Linked DNA regions of Mus musculus: regions 2, 3, 4, 5 and 6 are each linked to region 1. Evidence: chromatin contacts called from public HiCAR-type and promoter capture Hi-C data. All regions are on one chromosome and are shown on one strand. The core of a region is the stretch at or near the end of the contact, and the rest is flanking DNA. Distances in the headings are between cores, read along the strand shown.

Region 1 (2,572 bases), core at 52-2,551:
TCGAAGAACATTATAATAGAATGAATCTGTTTTCGGCTTCCTATTGCCAAAACATTTGGGGGGGGGGTCAAAGATGAGCGTCCATCTCCTTAAACGAGTGTGCCACCGCTGCAGTGTTTCTTTCTCCTTTATTGAACGCATCTAAACAAAACCCATAGGGCACCGTCTAACCATTGTGACAAATTTATTTTGAAGGCATCAACAGACTAGTGAGTGTGAGCAGGTGCCCAGTCTTAAAAGTAGTTATCAAAGGCCGGAATTAAATGAAATGCCTTTCTTCTTTAAAACACACACACACACACACACACACACACACACACACACACACATTTTGGGAGATACTTTGTATTCTGATATTGAGAGCTGGCCTTCTAAAATTCCCCTTCTTGTGTATCTTTTTGAAACAATGAACGAGTAAATTGAAGATGGATGTTAAAGCAGGTTGACACAACACAGGGGAAGCACAGAAAAACGGAGATGCCCTTCAGCTGCGTTTTCCTGGTTATTTGTTATTCTTTCAGTGTAATGAACCACGGGCAATTAAAATAATTAAAAATGTTAAAGCTCTGACATTATTATACCCATGTTAATTTCATTGGAGTTAACTGCATGTTTTCCCATTACGTAATTTCAATACTAAAGTATTCTATCACTGAAATAAATGAATTAAGTCTTCATGTAGTATAGAGTGCCTAGCCTAGTACAAATGCCAACAGTCAAATTCTTTGATTCTCTGAGATCTCAAAGCGACCTGCTATCCCTGACTTTAGTCTACAGTTTACTTCTCAAGAAAGCGTTGAGTGACTATCTTATTCCAGAAGAACAGAAAGGGTCAAAGGAACCGAGGGGCATAGGTGTTAAAGAAACTATCCACGGACCAGCAGAGCCTGTGAATGTGCTGTTATATGACGACAAGGTTGTTGGTGCCACAGTCTGCAAAGGGCAGCAGGCGCTATGCCAGACTCAGGGACCCACTGATCCTCCTGCTGCGGTCTGAGCTAGGGCTGGCTTCCCTTCCTCCTTCAGGGACCTCTGGTCCTCGCAGGCACTGTAGCGAGGATTCTTTACCCTAATTATCCCGGGAGGAAGACGCGCCTTTCTCAGAGACCGCTAGGCAACACTCACCACGGCAGCCTGCAGATTACTTCCCTCTGTGGGTGTGCGACTTCGTTTAAGCGAGTCACACTTACAGTAGCTTGTCACTGGCGAGGCCGCGAGCAGCAGAGGGCGGGGGAGCGCAGGGCGGAGGGAGGAGGTGGGAGGCGCGGAGTCGGGAGGCTCGGGGAGACGCTGGAGCTCCAGACACAGCAGGAGCGAGCGAGCGAGCGAGCGAGCGAGCGCCGCGCGGGTGCAGTCGCCGGTTCGCCCTGGTCGCCGCGCACTCCGCCTCCGCGCTGAGCAGCGGGAACCGCAGCGGCTCGAGCCTCCGGGCTCTGCTGCGCTCTCGGGCCCGCGCTCCAGCCCGCTCCGCCGGTCGCACCGCCCCCGGCCGAGCTCAGCCCGCAGCGATTTGACTTCCCTCTGCCAGCCTCTCCAGTTCTCTAGATCGCTTGCTGCCTGGGCTCCACTCTACTCGGTGTTTGCCACACACCGTTTGCTCTACTCTTCTCCCCTTGATCCGTAGACACTCTGCTTGATTCCCCCCTCCTCCCTCCTCTCTGTCTCTCTCTCTCTCTCTGTCTCTCTCTCTGTCTCTCTCTCTCTTTTATTGAAAACATCATCTTGATTTAAGATGACTCGTCTTCTTTAATCTCGTCCATATCGGCACTGAAGACTGAAAGGGAACCTTCACCACCACTCCGACCCTGGTGGCACTTAAAAAAAAAAAAGAAGAAGAAGAAGAAGGGGGGTGCCAGAAAAAGAAAAAGTCTTAAAGGGCAAAGAAGCGGGACTCCCGACCCTCTACAGACCCTTGACCGAGCCCACCCAGGACTGTACTAGCCATCAGAACTTCTAATTCATCTTATCCAACTGAAAGGGAGGGCGACAGGAGCCAGAAGCAAACTTCTTCAGCGGTCTCTGCGGATCTGTGATTCCCGCATTTAGAGGGGTCGAGAGCCAGAAGGTACAGGACCCCACCAGGAGGAGGAGTTCCACGTCTCTCTCGCCCCTTCCACCAAGCCTGAACCTTAGGCTGAGCCACGCAGGACACAAGAGGCAGAAGAGGGTAGTAGAAAATGCGGGGCTCCGGGCCCCGCGGTGCGGGACACCGACGGACCCAGGGCAGAGGTGGCGGCGACGACACCCCCCGCGTCCCTGCCTCTCTGGCAGGCTGCTATTCGGCACCTCTAAAGGGCCCCCTCTGGACGTGCCTTCTCTTGTGTGCGGCGCTCCGGACCCTTTTGGCCAGCCCCAGCAACGAAGGTAGGGAAATGGAGGTGGGGACCAAGGCGCCCTGGGGTGGATGGGTGAGGTGGAGCTTGTGTCAGCCGGTCGCAGCGCTCCAAGCGCCGCTGCGGAGACTAAATCCCCGCTCTTCATCTCCAATTAATGTTTGTCCGCTTTTGCTGGCGTTTCCGGATCTCTCTGGTATCTTTGGTTGCATTGTTTGACATAGCTGCAGAGTGCTCGC
Region 2 (2,572 bases), core at 35-2,534, 1.8 Mb before region 1:
GTGTATGCTGCCTGGTTGGGAGCCACATTTTTTTTTTTTTTTTCAATCAAGCCATACAACAGGGACAGATAGTTTTTAAGTTAGAAAAGTTTCCCTTAAATCCATGGTCTCCTTGGACTAAGGAAATAAAAATTTATTTTCCCTAATAGCAGTAACAGATACAGAAAAAGTCAAGACACAAAGCTAGTAAAAAATATAAAAACATGCTTTAACATACAGCAAAGTTCCTCTGCCCGGAGAAGCTACTGTGTTCTCACTGATAATGCTGTGACTCTTTCATACAACTTCTCGTGCTGTGGTGACCACCAACCCTAAAATCATTTTTGTGATTTCAAGACAATTTTGAAGTAAAACCTGTTATACTTTACAGAACGCTGCCCTATGTCTATAATCAAACACGGATTTTTAAAATTGGGCTAGTGTTTCGTCAAACACATCACCAGTTAGAAAGATTCTTAATAGCTGGGCGTGGTGGCACACACTTAATCCCAGCACTTGGGAGGAAGAGGCAGAGGCAGGCAGATTTCTGAGTTCGAGGCCAGCCTGGTCTACAGAGTGAGCTCCAGGACAGCCAGGGCTGCACAAAGAAACCCTGTCTCGAAAAAAAACAACAACAAAGATTCTTAATTGTACTGTGTGTACACAATTGTTTTCTAAAAATGGTAAAATGAGAATGAATGAAAAAAAAGAATTAGATGAGAAATCGGCAATCAGAGAACTGGTAATATGAGTTACTGGCTGTATGTCTTTGATCATATCATTTGAGTTCCTTGTTTTTCCTCCCTTAAAATGAAAGTGCCAAATTTTACAGCTCTTTTTAGTCACTTGACTACAGAGATCAGTAATAGATGTTCAAAACAATTTAAATGGAATCTTTAAGTGGAATCCCAGCCTGGAAATGTCCTCTTTTTGTTGTTGTTGTTCAGAAAAGCGATCTCCTCAAGGCACTGTAACAGTTCTGGATTTGCAAGGCAACAGCATCTGGTAGCTGTCGAGCCCCCTGGAGCGGTACGCTCTCACAGCCGGAAGTGACGCGTTTTGGTTCCGCGTTTGCCCTCAGCGCTCAGCAGCCTTCACGTAGGCACTCCCCTCACCTGCAAGGAAGCGCGCCCCGTTGCCCCGCCCCAACCGGAAGTCAGGTGTCCCAGGGGCTGACTGGAAACCCTGTCCTGGGCGTACTTTTCCCCAGCTCCTCCCCCTGGTGACGTCGCCGCCCGCCCCTTGACCCTCGCGGCCCCGCCCCCTCGCCTGCCTCCCCGCCTCGCTGCAGTCAGTCTGTCGGAAGGCGATGGAGCGGTCCGAGCCGTTGGCTGTGCTTTCCTGTGAAGAGGCGTCCTGCTCCTCCTGGGGAGCCTGCGGGTGAGAGGCCTGGCCCGGGGCAGGCTGGGCGGGAAGGAGCGGAGGAACGCCGACGCGGGCTCCGTTCTCGCGTTCCGGCGGCTCGGAGCGCGCGGAGGCCACGGGGCCGCGCGGAGCCACAGGGAGCTAGCGAGGTGGCGAACGAGCGAGCGAGCCGGCGGGCGGTGGGTGTGGCGGCGTGGGCGCTGCCCTCGCTGCTCCAGCTCCGCTCCTCTGAGGAGACCGGCTCTTCCCGGGTCGGGTCCAGCATCCTTCCCTCAGGTCACTACTTCTGAGCGGCCAGTCATTCAGGAGAGGGTTGTGGCCCCTGTTGCTTGGCACACTTCCTTCAGCGCCACGGAGCACTATCCTCCTCCAGCCGTGCTCCTTAGGAAAACTGTTCTTGAGAGCTCAAGTCAGGATGAATCCGTTGCAGTGTGGACACCCCGAGAATCCTCTCTGTTTACTACGGGGGTGTTGGAGCGCGGGGCGGGGCCCAAGGTTCCTAGGATTATTTCCCGCTGAGGATCTTGGAGTTTTTCTTTCTCAGCCTGCAAAAATTCCGGGGTTGGGGTCCTGGTATACTCTCTCCAGTGTTTGCGTTAGTTCTCTTTTGGTCATCTTACAGTTAAGAAAGCCCCGCTTGTATCCTACCCAGTATATGACTATTACATACCAAATATAGAAGTGATGGATTTCTTACGTTACTAGCTTTACATTGCACATTGAGACATATACTTCAAGGACTGGATGGAAGTATTGTCTGCCCTGGCCAATGCTGCCAAAATCGACTTAAGAAATATTATTGAATACAAATATCTGCCCCTTAGTTGCTCTTACAGATGATTTGTTATTGTTGTTGTTGTTGTTGTTGTTGTTATTATTATTATTATTATTATTATATTGATTCTGAGGCTGGCTCCAAGTTTGCCAAAGATGGCTTCCTCCCTCCTCGTCTGAATTTCTGAGATTACAAGTATGTGCAATCAGGCGTGACTGTTTTTGAACATATTCTCGAAACAATCATTGAGACAGAGCTTTTTAAGTGTTGGCCATAGCCATTAAGCGGCTGAGCATAACCCCGTTCTCATTTTTAGTCAGAACTTTAATCCACCTAAGTCATTGTGTGTAACATAGAATAGCAAGTGCAATAAAGTGTGTAAAATAGAAACAAAATGATAGGATACTACAGGTTTATATATAGTTTTAGTATATGTTGTGTGAATATGCTGAC
Region 3 (2,572 bases), core at 25-2,524, 1.6 Mb before region 1:
TCTCCGTTTCAGCCGCCAGGGTCGGCTGACTCCTCTTGGAGATTTATCGAGTCGTAGCTGTTGTACAGTTTGCCTGGACTCTGTAGCTTCCCATTGGAGAATATGATAAATAAGTAAGTTTGCAGCACCTCTGCTGCCCTCTGGCGGATCTGACTGGCGAGCCGGGCAAGCGTCGCTGCAATCATGAGCACATTCAGCTCATATGGAGCCCCATCATTCTAAAATAATCTACACTAAAAAGAGATTTATTCACTTTATAGGTATGATTGTTTTGTCTGCTTGCCTGCGAGGACATCACGTGCGTGCTTTTTGCTAGCTGAGGCCGGAATAGGTGTCAGATCCCCTGGAACTGGAGCTACAAACGGTTGAGTTGCTTTGTGGGTGCTGGGAATCGAACTTTGCTCCTTTAAAAGTGCAGCAAGCGCTCTTGACCACTGAGCCATCGCTCCATCCCTGCAGACTCTCTCTCTTTTCTTTCCTTCCTTCTGTATGTATGTATGTATGTATGTATGTATGTATTTATGGCATTCTGTCTCCTAAGGAAATAGAGCAGCTACAGGCTGCGACCTAGAGTCACGTGGACAGGACAAAATACACATCGGTGTATTTTCCTTGTTTTCCAATTGGGGTCATTACCTTAATTTTCGCATAAGACAGAAGCAGTCACTTTCTCTTAAAAACATTATGTTCGTTCTACTGATATGCATATATAATTTATGCCTTTGCTTCATAAATAATTTTTAAATACTTGAAAAAAGAATAGCATTACTATTTTCAGAGATACTGTATAGATGGGCGGGTTGCAGCTGACGAATCTGCGTAGTGTACTCTGCTCAAAACGCCAGCAATTTCTACCTGTAATCCTTTTTAAGTATTACCTATTAATCCGTAGTAGAACTGCTGGGATGTATTATACATTTATCTCAAGGAGCACAGGTGGTGCTCAACACCTGCTTTCTAAATACGAGCAGTCATAGACGCAACAAACTGTCTGAAGAAAGTAGAACAGGAGAGTCCACACAAAGCCCGGACAAGTCGACCGGCGAGGGGAGTGGCGAAGGGTGAGAGGCGTGGCGACCGGCGAGGGGAGTGGCGAAGGGTGAGAGGCGTGGCGACTGGTGAAAGGCGTGGCGACGGGTGAGAGGCGGGGCGATGAGTGGGAGGTTGAGACGCGGGCGGAAGAGCAAGGCGCGCTGGGCAGGAGGGCGGGGCGAACTGAGAAAGGCGGGTTGATAGGTGAGTAACAGGCGAATGGGCGGGAACAAGAGCCGGAGTCTTTAAAAAACGCCAATTAACGGCCGGCTAAGCTAGGCTTGTGCGCAGGCGTGGCTCGTTTGACTTTTATTCATTTATTTTTCTTGGTGGCTGCTGTTTATTTACGGCTGAGTGTTAAGTGCGGGTCGCGCAGCTCTGGGGACGCCTCCGTCCGCAATCTTACTCTAACCCTCCTGGAACCCTGGCCGGCTTGGGTTTCCCTCTCAGGCCTCCGTTTGACCTAGTGGGCCGGAACCATGGCCTCGTTCCATCTGGTAAGTGCGGGTCTGGATCGGGCCTGCGCGATGCGTCGCTCGCCCTGTGCTGGACCGGGTGCATATCCGGCTTGTCGGGGTGGGGTGGGGTGAGGCTTGTGAGGGGTGCGGAGGCTTGTGAGGGGTGCGGAGGGATCGGGTAGCGGGTGCCTAGTCCCGCCTGTCTGGGTGGGGTGGGGCTTGTCTGGGGTGGCTTAAAAGCTGCACAGGTAACAAATCAGGTGTGCTGGTGTACTGGTAGTGGAAGTAACTGGACTGTTACTGGTTCACGTCGTAAGCTCATCCATCCGTGCCTGCTCCCCCCCCCCCCCCCCGGAAGAGATTCCTTCATTTCTACATTTCAGCCTTTTCCCGTTTTTCAGTCTTCCAAATACTCATGACTATTGTACAAGCCAGTCTTGATGGTCTGGAAAACCTCGAGTATTAATTTCGAAATACTATTTTATGTGAAGAGTCTAATATTTATGGGACACCTGTTAATGATAAAGCTTTATACAAGGCAATCATATTTTAAAAGGTGCCAGCTTTGAATGTTTGATGTGGGCCACGACTTGCCACTTTATGTCTCTTGACACACTTGATATTCATTCCAAGTTTTGTATGATTACTATGCCCTATTTCCTCCCTAACTCAGCAGTTCAATTTATCTTTGAAAGAAAACCTTCGTTGATGGTTTCTATCATGTAGTTGTGTGTGTGTTTATGCATGCTTAACATGTATGAAAAGACAGTTTAGTCGAGCATCGAACTTTTTATACAGAAGAATAACAAGAACCAAGGCGAGATACATCCACCGAGTTACAGTGACACAAAACATAAGGAATGTATACATCAAAAGAAGGCAGGGACCAGGCCACTGCCACTAAGAAGGGAGCCTGGTGTAATGCTAGTCTATTTATTGTTAAGCCCACCACTAGGGGTTCTTAGTAAATGCCTGATTATGTTGTTTCTTTTGGACCTAGTGAAGAAACCTGTCTCGGGGATTCCCTAACTCTTTCATGGTAAACCCACCTATTCCCTAGGCCAGTGTGAATTAGAAGTAAA
Region 4 (2,572 bases), core at 37-2,536, 1.4 Mb before region 1:
GAAAGATGGCCATTTCATAAGGTGAAACCCTTAAATGAGGACAGAAGTTTTAAAAGGCAAAGGAATTTGAAGAATAAAAGGTGCTAACCAATACCCCATAAAATATAGTTCTTAGTTATCCCTATTCATATTTTTGCCATGACTATACCACGGGCATAGGACATGAAGGTGAGATCAAGATGTGTTGAGGGTGCCTTGAAAGAAGTTTGAAGCAGCCAGCAGTGACTAAATGTGATCAAGACACATTGTACCCACATAGGAAAAGTCCAAAGAATAAATACAAATATTATAAGAACTCTTTCTTAAAATTTAAGTCATAGTGAGTTTGTGCATGAGAACAGGAGATACACGTTATTCATTACCTTTACACAGGTTTTTCAATGTCATTGAAAGTCTCTATTTTGGCTTTTGCAGGGTAGAGTCCATGATGAATGTTGACTGGAAAGTGAGAGGAAGGGTCATGTTAACGTACGACCCTGGAAAGTCTGCCTTTAAATATGGAGAAAAGCAAATCTCATGCATGTTCCGTTCTTCCAACCACAGACTCCACTTCCTCTCTTTCAAATGTTATATCCACCACTACAAGGAAACAGAGTGGATATGCTGTAGTATAACAGAGGGGTCGCACTGTTAGATGAAATCCCCAAAGTCTAAATTCCAAGGAGACTGATATCTATGCTTGGTTATGCTGAAAGATTTTTGCCACTAGAGGATGCAGAGGAGCTAGCTGAGTGCTTTGGAGAGAATATTTACAAGCAAAGACAAGAAAAGATTAATTTTTAGAATGCAAAGCAAATTCTTTAGAAGAAATGGAGACGACGAGACAGAATATTAAATGGTCATAGGATATGAACTGGTAATTTAGGCATCCAGACTTGCCAATGAGTAGATAAGATAATAATTTATTAAAGGAGTGGAGTAGAACACTGATCTGACCAGAGTGGTGACAAATAAGGAGTTTATTTGGGGTTTATGGAGAGAGAGAGAGAGAGAGAGAGAGAGAGAGAGAGAGAGAGAGAGAGAGAGAGAGAGAGGAAGGGGAGAGGGAGAAGGACATAGACAGACGGACAAGTAGACAACAGATACCGCTCCCCCCCCTCCCCCGGGCTCAGGGACTAAAACCAGCACATGGCTTTTGAGACCTCAAAGCCTGCTCCCAGAGACATACTTAGTCTGCCAAGGCCAGACCTTGTATTTTTACCAAAACACCACCACCAAGTGGGGCCTAGTATTCAGATGCCTAGGGCACTTCTCATTCAAACCACCACAGCTGGGATGGGGGAAACTAGTGAGGGCAGGAGGAGTACTGCAGCCTCCTACTGGGTGCCTGTGAGTCCAACAGGCAGTCAAAGTGAAAGTAAGAATAGACATTCATTTCCTGATTAATTTGCATATTGCAATTAGCGAACTGAATCTTTTGAAACCCCACCAGTGCTGCTAGAGCTGAAGTAATAGATCTTTTCTCACGGGTTAGCCAGAATGATTCCTGTTCCTATTATTATATTCCATCATGTGTCCTGAGATTTGTGCCACGGTTGACAATAGTAGAGATTTACAATTACTTTTCATTGACTGCTTCAGAATGCTTTGAATAATATGATTTCATTGTGTAAAATACAGAATTACAAATGGCTCTCCCATAATATATGAGTATATTGTTTATGAACTAAGAAGTATTTGGTGACTTACTTGCTTGTAGAAAATCTCTGTTCATTTCAAAGACCAAACATCTGTTCTACCCCCAATAGCTCCCGTTTTGGCAAAAACAAAAATTTTAATTTAAAATTCCACTAATACCTGGAATTTGTTTCTTCTTGTTGTTTATAAGAAATTTCTCTATAATTTTTCTTGCTATTTTTAGACTTTTCAGCTCTTTTCCCAATCTCTGCTTTAACATTTCATTTTCATGCTCTATGTCCACATCGATAGGATGCCTGAGCTCTGCATCTCCTGAAAGTGCTAATAATTTCTTCTTTGGAGGAAAGTGTATAGATGAGTTTTAAATCACAGTCCCTGCTTCAGTGTGAGTTTAAGGAGGGAGAGGAGATAGCACACTCCCCTTTCCAGATGCACTGGATGCCTCTTTTCAGAGAACCTTGCATTCAGTTAAGGAACAATTGTGGTTTCCCCCTCCAATCCATCATGTTTAGTTCTTCTACCTCAAACCAAGCAACATCAAAATTGCCATCCATGAAGCCATCAATTTTTCTATACTTTTATGTCATTGTGGAGAGAGAGAGAGAGAGAGAGAGAGAGAGAGAGAGAGAGAGAGAGAGAGAGAGAGAGAGTTCTTATGAGTAATACTTCTTACCTCTAAAATTATAGAGTTTTTACTTATTTCTCACATTAAACGAGTTATTTAATTAAAGGAAATACCATACGAATCTTATAGTTTAATATTCTCTCAGAATGAAACCATTTTTCTAATATTTGGGTCATAAAGTACTGAAATAAGAAGGCAAATAGAACAAAGGAAGCAAATAAAAATCACTTTAATATAAACAATTAATAATAATGATGATGATAAATTTTAATAATGTCCAGTTAGATCAAATCCTTTTATGGACACAGA
Region 5 (2,572 bases), core at 54-2,553, 1.3 Mb before region 1:
GCTATTTTATAAGAAAAAGGTAACTGTGTCATTTAGATATGGTGGTCTTTGCCTTTAATCTTAGCATTCAACAGATTGAGGCAGGGGGATCAAGAGTTGGAGACCCACCTTGTCTCACATGCCTGTACATAGATAAGAAAGGGAGGACAATTCACTCGATCTCTCCAACTTAGCTTTCTCCTTATTCTCGCCACCAACCAGTCTGTCCCTAGGCCTCAGATTCTGTAGTACACAATGAAGAAATCTATGATGAAAACGGACATCTTGAATCTTACTTGTATCCTTCTCTGATCCGTGCTGAGTAATTAAGTCATGTAAAAGTGTACCTAAGTCAGGCATAGGGGTACACATCTGCAATCCCTGTACTCAGGAAGGTTGAGGCAGGAGGATGAAGCGAATGAGACTAGCATGAGCTACATAGTAAGAACCTGTCAAAAATCATTACTGATTTAAACAACTGACAATATTCAGTCACACCCTTCTGCTGTTCATTTCAGTATGGATAAAGGGCAGTCCCAGACAGGAATGTGGGATGTCAGAGAATGGCAGAATCTATCATAGATAGATAAGCCACCTAGAGTGGCATATTCACATCCTTTTCCCCCACATTCACTATTCCTCCACATTTACAACTAGAGTGAAGGATGGTACCCTCTGATGGAGTAGTGGAGGAAGCCACATGAAGTTGTGACAGAAGAGAGCTTCAACTACTCAGAGTCAAAGAGAACTCCAAGGAAGATGTGGAATGAGGTTTCACAGAAAGTTTGCTAACGCTAAGCACGAAAAAAAATTGTTTTCCTATAAACAGATAAATATGCATTCATTGAATTGCAACCAAACATTCGATGTAATGAGATTTTCCTAGTCACCAGCTCTTTAAGTCTTTGCAATAGTTCTATTATAGAAGGACCATTAGCTTCATTTCACAGAAGAGGAAACCAACATGCAGCTATCCAGTGACTGGGTCAATATCGAGAGAGATGGAAATTAGAAACCATGTGTTTGTTCTTTAGTGCTTTGGTTTCCCTTGCCACAGATTAGGCTGTCCCTGTGTCGTCCAAAACAAGCTTTGCCAACACTAGAAAGTAGGGCTCGGAGCCTGTTCCCTAGTCTGGTAGCATCCATCTTTTCCCTCCACATTCACTAATCATCACCTCTCTTTCTTGTCAACCCTGTCCACCTCTTTTGGCCACAGGAGAAGCCATAGCAAGATGTCTCAGCTGCATGCATCTCCCCAGGCATGCAGTGGGAGAATCTGATAAATCGATTCGAGTTTTTCCTTCTCATCCCCACTTTTCCCTACAGCTCCTGGCACGGTGTGCCCGCCTACGCTGCACCGTGCAGCTGTCAAACACTGACAGAACACGCATGTTAAGGAAATCCTTCCCTAGCCAATGCTTTCTGTCCTGGCATGATGTTGTGAACGCAGATTTTACCAGGAAGCAACCGCTTTGAACATCTGGGGTCGCACGCACTGACATTAGCTCCTTCTCGTCACAATAATGCTGTTCCATTTTAATTTTCTGCAAGCGGAGCAATTTTCATGCACAGGTTATTGATTAATTACACATTTAAGGTGTTTGAATTAATGTGGGTTGAATTAATTTGTGCTTCTCTAGGATTTGCTTCTTTATTTTCCCTACCTGACTTTCCCTTGTTCCCTTACATGCTACTTTCCCTGTTCCAATTAGCCTTTAAAGCTTTCACTTTATAAATAACAGATGAACGTTGTTATGATTTACCATTGATCTGTTAACTCACATCGGGATTTGGAAGTGTCGCCTACAGTGTACCTTGACTCGTAAGAATACTATTATTATTTATTGAATGATGGGAAACATCTGAGTTTGAGGACTGTGTGTATAAATATACAGGCCAGTCGTGTTACAAATTGTTTACAGTTGGCTACATGTGTGTGGCTATTACCTTAGAGTGCACACTCACTCCTCTAGGAGAGGCTCTGTTGTTGACGTACGCTATGAAATTTCACATAAAGGAAGAACAACAGCTGTAATGGGCCCAATCCAATGATGGCAAAAGGTGAACAAAATGAGTCCCTCTGGGAAAGAAAATGCTCATTTAGTGGAGAAAATTATCATTTCCAAGTAGAACATTTGGCTTCCTGAGAGCGAAAGTGTCGGCACAGCTTGATAATAACACCTCAGGCTATAATAGTACCCTTTCCCCTCCGAGAGCTGGGATCTTTCCTCCTAAATTTATCTTTACAACATCCTTGCAAAGTACCAAGGCCCAGGTGTTATACTCTATTTTTTATGGATATAGAACCCAAGAAGCTGAAAAAAAAATTCAGTGATTTGTCCTTGAAAGCACAGGAATCAATGTAGATCTGGGCTTTTCAACCTTGGAGGTATTGACATTTTGACCTGTTAATTCTTGGCCTGGGGGTGGGGCGGTCTGCCCACTGTGCAGCATCCACTGCATCAGCAGCATCCTTTCTGTATCCACTAGATGCCAAGAACGCCCCCAGCTGTGACAACCGAAGTGTCTCCAGACAGTGTCAAATGTCTCAGAGCAGCAAAGTCACCTCCAATTTAGAGACATTGATCTATAT
Region 6 (2,572 bases), core at 30-2,529, 1.2 Mb before region 1:
CTATCATGAGGAAATAAGCAGTAGAGAACATCCTACTTCATTACCCTGAACCCGAGAGGCCAAGAAGACATGGAAAAAGCAGGCCTTACTAAATTTTACTAAAATCATTCTCTGATATAACTGCTCATTTTTTTCCTAAAACCCATGTATAAAATTATGCACTATAAGGGTGTCTCTGACTGTTGCCTGCTTGAGGCATATTTTTCATTTTATTGGGTTGCCACATCATGCAGCCTGGATATGAGGGGAAATGTCTAATCTCACTGAATCTTCTTATGCCATGTTTGGTTGATATCACAGGAGGCCTGTTCTTTTCTGAAAGGAGATTGGAGCAGTGGGTATGGGAAAGAAGGGAGGTGGTGGAGGAGCTGGGAGGAGGGGAAAAAGGGGAGTCTGTGGTTGGGACATATTATATGAGAAAAGAATAAAAACCTTAAAATTAAAATATTAAAAAAATACTCACTATGTCTTAGTCTTTGGTCTCCATTTCTGAAGACCACTGTATTATGTAAAGTTTTCTTGACACTCGTTATTCTCTTATGTTGTTGGTTTGTGTTCCCTTGTTGGGGATTTGCCATGACTCCTAAGACGTCCAAGAAGGAAGCATTACTGTAACATGCTTATATTATTCATAAGATATTTTTATCTGTGGTTGCAAAAATTAAAACAAAACACAAACTTTCTTTTCCATTTTAAAAAATGATTGTTTTAAATTTAAAACTATGGTTTTGAATATATGTCTAGGTGGGATTGTGTGCATATGAGAGAAGCTATATGAGAAGGCAAAACAAAAGTGGGCACTGAATCCCCTGGAGCTGTAAACAAAGGTGTGTAAATATAGATTCTCCTCATCGGGGTCCAGAGAACTGAACGTAGGTCCTCTGCAGGAGCTGTATTTGTTCTTCACCATTGAACTGTTTCTCCATTCCCTACCTTTCTATTTTGAAAACCTGATAATTTTACTCAAATTTAAAAGCTCTTGCCTAATTATTTAAAACTGCTTTTATTTATTGTCTGCATTTGACAATTGCCCATATTTGTCTAGATTTTACATATTGATTCACCTTTCTCTTTAGAGTATGAGTTGAATGGCTATTATTAAATTCTATTTTCAAAGAACAGGTGAAAAATACAGAAGGGAGTCATTTGAGATTCCGATTTAGAAATTGAAAGAGCATTTGTGGATTCCCAGACCTCATAATCAATCACTAATGCTTTGAGTAATGCCAGCTCATTTATTCGTGTTTTTATCTTCTTTGAGCACATTTAATACCAGATGGCTTTAAGAATCTTTTTAGTCTATTGAACAGAATGGACCACAGCCTGTTCCTCCAGGGCTGTTGCTGACATGTAGGTAGTCCACAATGCAGGATAATGGAGTTATACATTGTGGTAAAACAATTTTGCATTCAAGACATAAAACATGTCTTAATTTATTTGCATTCATTAAATTAGCATTCTTCTAAGTAGACACATTGCGGTTGAGCGATTGGACTCTAGATCTTGCAAATGTGTTCCTGTCTATTCATACGCAGGTTCTCTAAATACACTTCCTCTTTGATAAAGTGGGCAGAAAAAGTATTTGCATTTGTTACAAGACTATGGCATGTCCTTACAGGCACAGAGAAAGCTTAAACATATTATATGCATCAAACAGACAGTTCTTACTAGGGGAAAGGAAAAAAAAAGAATTAAGTCAGTTTCATGTAAAATATTGCTTCAAGTAGCTTCTTGGTTTTGAAGTGGTGTCTAAACCTTTGCATCTTTATGAGGTCATATTTTTAGCGGTGGAATTTAAAAGACATCTAATATATGTATGTACATGTGTCAAGGCAGAGGGACGTTTTGTATATGAATTTAATTAAGCAATAGGCCACTTTGGGACTTGTTTTATAGAGCCATTTGTTTCATGTGAGTTCAACTGCCCAAGCTACCGTGCAATAATGGTCCTATAAAATTACTCTCTGGAGAGTCTTATTTCTACTATAATATGCTTTTACTTAAAATTTAGTTTAATAGCAACATTTTTCCTTGTATATCAGCTGTATACAAGTAATAGCTTTCAGGAAATCTAGTAGTTAAGAGCTCCTGGTTTTCTTTTTCCCTTGTGGGAATTACTCATTTAAAGCATGAAAGAGGAAAAAAAGGGAGAAGGAATTTGCATGTTACATTAATAATAATCCCCAGTTTGCTATTTACATGCAATTTTCTTCTGAAATCCTCTCATTTAAATTACTTGAGGTTATTTTTGCTCAGAACCTGTCTAGTATTACATGCATTTGGTCCCTGAGTTGCCTTAGATTTGATGTGCTTCTTGAAGCAATAGCTTCTGGTATTTAGCTTGTTGTGAGCTGCCAGTAACTAGTGGAGATACAATTCCAGTTTGAGTATGCTTTCAATTTGGTAAACAACAAATACTTCTCCCCAGGTTTGTTAATAAACTTTTGTAATTACACCTGTTAAAACAGCATGCTCATGATATACTTTCTAGCCAAGAGTTATTTTGTGTGTATGTTTATTTGATATTTTCTTTATTTACATTTCAAATGTTATCCCCGATCAGAGTCAACCT

Evidence for each region. Promoter capture Hi-C pulls out the DNA fragments that hold promoters and counts their contacts. HiCAR-type assays count read pairs that join an accessible place to other places.
Region 2: a contact with region 1 is called in a HiCAR-type map of astrocytes, with 2.3 times the contacts expected there. The contact joins the promoter of Uba6 here to the promoter of Epha5 in region 1. A contact is called at or near these places in 1 of 39 promoter capture datasets (hippocampal neurons) and 1 of 115 datasets of contacts at active chromatin or transcription factors (astrocytes).
Region 3: a contact with region 1 is called in a HiCAR-type map of astrocytes, with 5 times the contacts expected there. The contact joins the promoter of Cenpc1 here to the promoter of Epha5 in region 1. A contact is called at or near these places in 3 of 39 promoter capture datasets (the C10 cell line, cranial neural crest and hippocampal neurons) and 2 of 115 datasets of contacts at active chromatin or transcription factors (astrocytes and embryonic forebrain).
Region 4: a HiCAR-type map of astrocytes shows a contact between it and region 1, with 9 times the contacts expected there. The contact joins the enhancer-like site here to the promoter of Epha5 in region 1. A contact is called at or near these places in 2 of 39 promoter capture datasets (hippocampal neurons and stem cell-derived epiblast-like cells), 4 of 115 datasets of contacts at active chromatin or transcription factors (SST interneurons, astrocytes, embryonic forebrain and 1 more) and 1 of 9 other capture datasets (embryonic stem cells).
Region 5: a contact with region 1 is called in a promoter capture Hi-C map of hippocampal neurons, with 7 times the contacts expected there. The contact joins the enhancer-like site here to the promoter of Epha5 in region 1. A contact is called at or near these places in 5 of 39 promoter capture datasets (the 3T3-L1 cell line, cranial neural crest, hippocampal neurons and 1 more) and 4 of 115 datasets of contacts at active chromatin or transcription factors (SST interneurons, embryonic forebrain, forebrain and 1 more).
Region 6: a promoter capture Hi-C map of hippocampal neurons shows a contact between it and region 1, with 9 times the contacts expected there. The contact joins the enhancer-like site here to the promoter of Epha5 in region 1. A contact is called at or near these places in 3 of 39 promoter capture datasets (hippocampal neurons, liver and maxillary cranial neural crest) and 3 of 115 datasets of contacts at active chromatin or transcription factors (embryonic forebrain, embryonic hindbrain and forebrain).

What each region holds. Positions count from the first base shown.
Region 1 is chr5:84,416,111-84,418,682 of GRCm38.p6, reverse strand. It overlaps Epha5 (Eph receptor A5), which reads left to right and starts at 1,301. Exons shown (of 16, transcript NM_007937.3): 1 at 1,301-2,364. The coding sequence starts at 2,178. Gm42163 reads right to left here and starts at 1,945. Exons shown (of 4, transcript XM_030254978.1): 1 at 1,907-1,945; 2 at 1,126-1,569. The coding sequence starts at 1,945.
Region 2 is chr5:86,171,455-86,174,026 of GRCm38.p6, reverse strand. It overlaps Uba6 (ubiquitin-like modifier activating enzyme 6), which reads left to right and starts at 1,284. Exons shown (of 33, transcript NM_172712.2): 1 at 1,284-1,359. The coding sequence starts at 1,289.
Region 3 is chr5:86,064,285-86,066,856 of GRCm38.p6, reverse strand. It overlaps Cenpc1 (centromere protein C1), which reads left to right and starts at 1,274. Exons shown (of 19, transcript NM_007683.4): 1 at 1,274-1,529. The coding sequence starts at 1,512.
Region 4 is chr5:85,770,990-85,773,561 of GRCm38.p6, reverse strand. No RefSeq gene overlaps it. Among named protein-coding and RNA genes, the nearest start is that of Gm24626, 57 kb to the left of the region's middle. Within about 2 kb of position 1,286, at least 29 of the 459 cell types and tissues checked have an H3K27ac peak or open chromatin away from gene starts, as enhancers often do. A contact at or near this core is called in astrocytes and stem cell-derived neural progenitor cells, where this site is marked.
Region 5 is chr5:85,753,167-85,755,738 of GRCm38.p6, reverse strand. No RefSeq gene overlaps it. Among named protein-coding and RNA genes, the nearest start is that of Gm35251, 48 kb to the right of the region's middle. Within about 2 kb of position 1,303, at least 4 of the 459 cell types and tissues checked have an H3K27ac peak or open chromatin away from gene starts, as enhancers often do. A contact at or near this core is called in hippocampal neurons, where this site is marked.
Region 6 is chr5:85,608,093-85,610,664 of GRCm38.p6, reverse strand. No RefSeq gene overlaps it. Among named protein-coding and RNA genes, the nearest start is that of Gm35251, 97 kb to the left of the region's middle. Within about 2 kb of position 1,279, at least 3 of the 459 cell types and tissues checked have an H3K27ac peak or open chromatin away from gene starts, as enhancers often do. A contact at or near this core is called in hippocampal neurons, where this site is marked.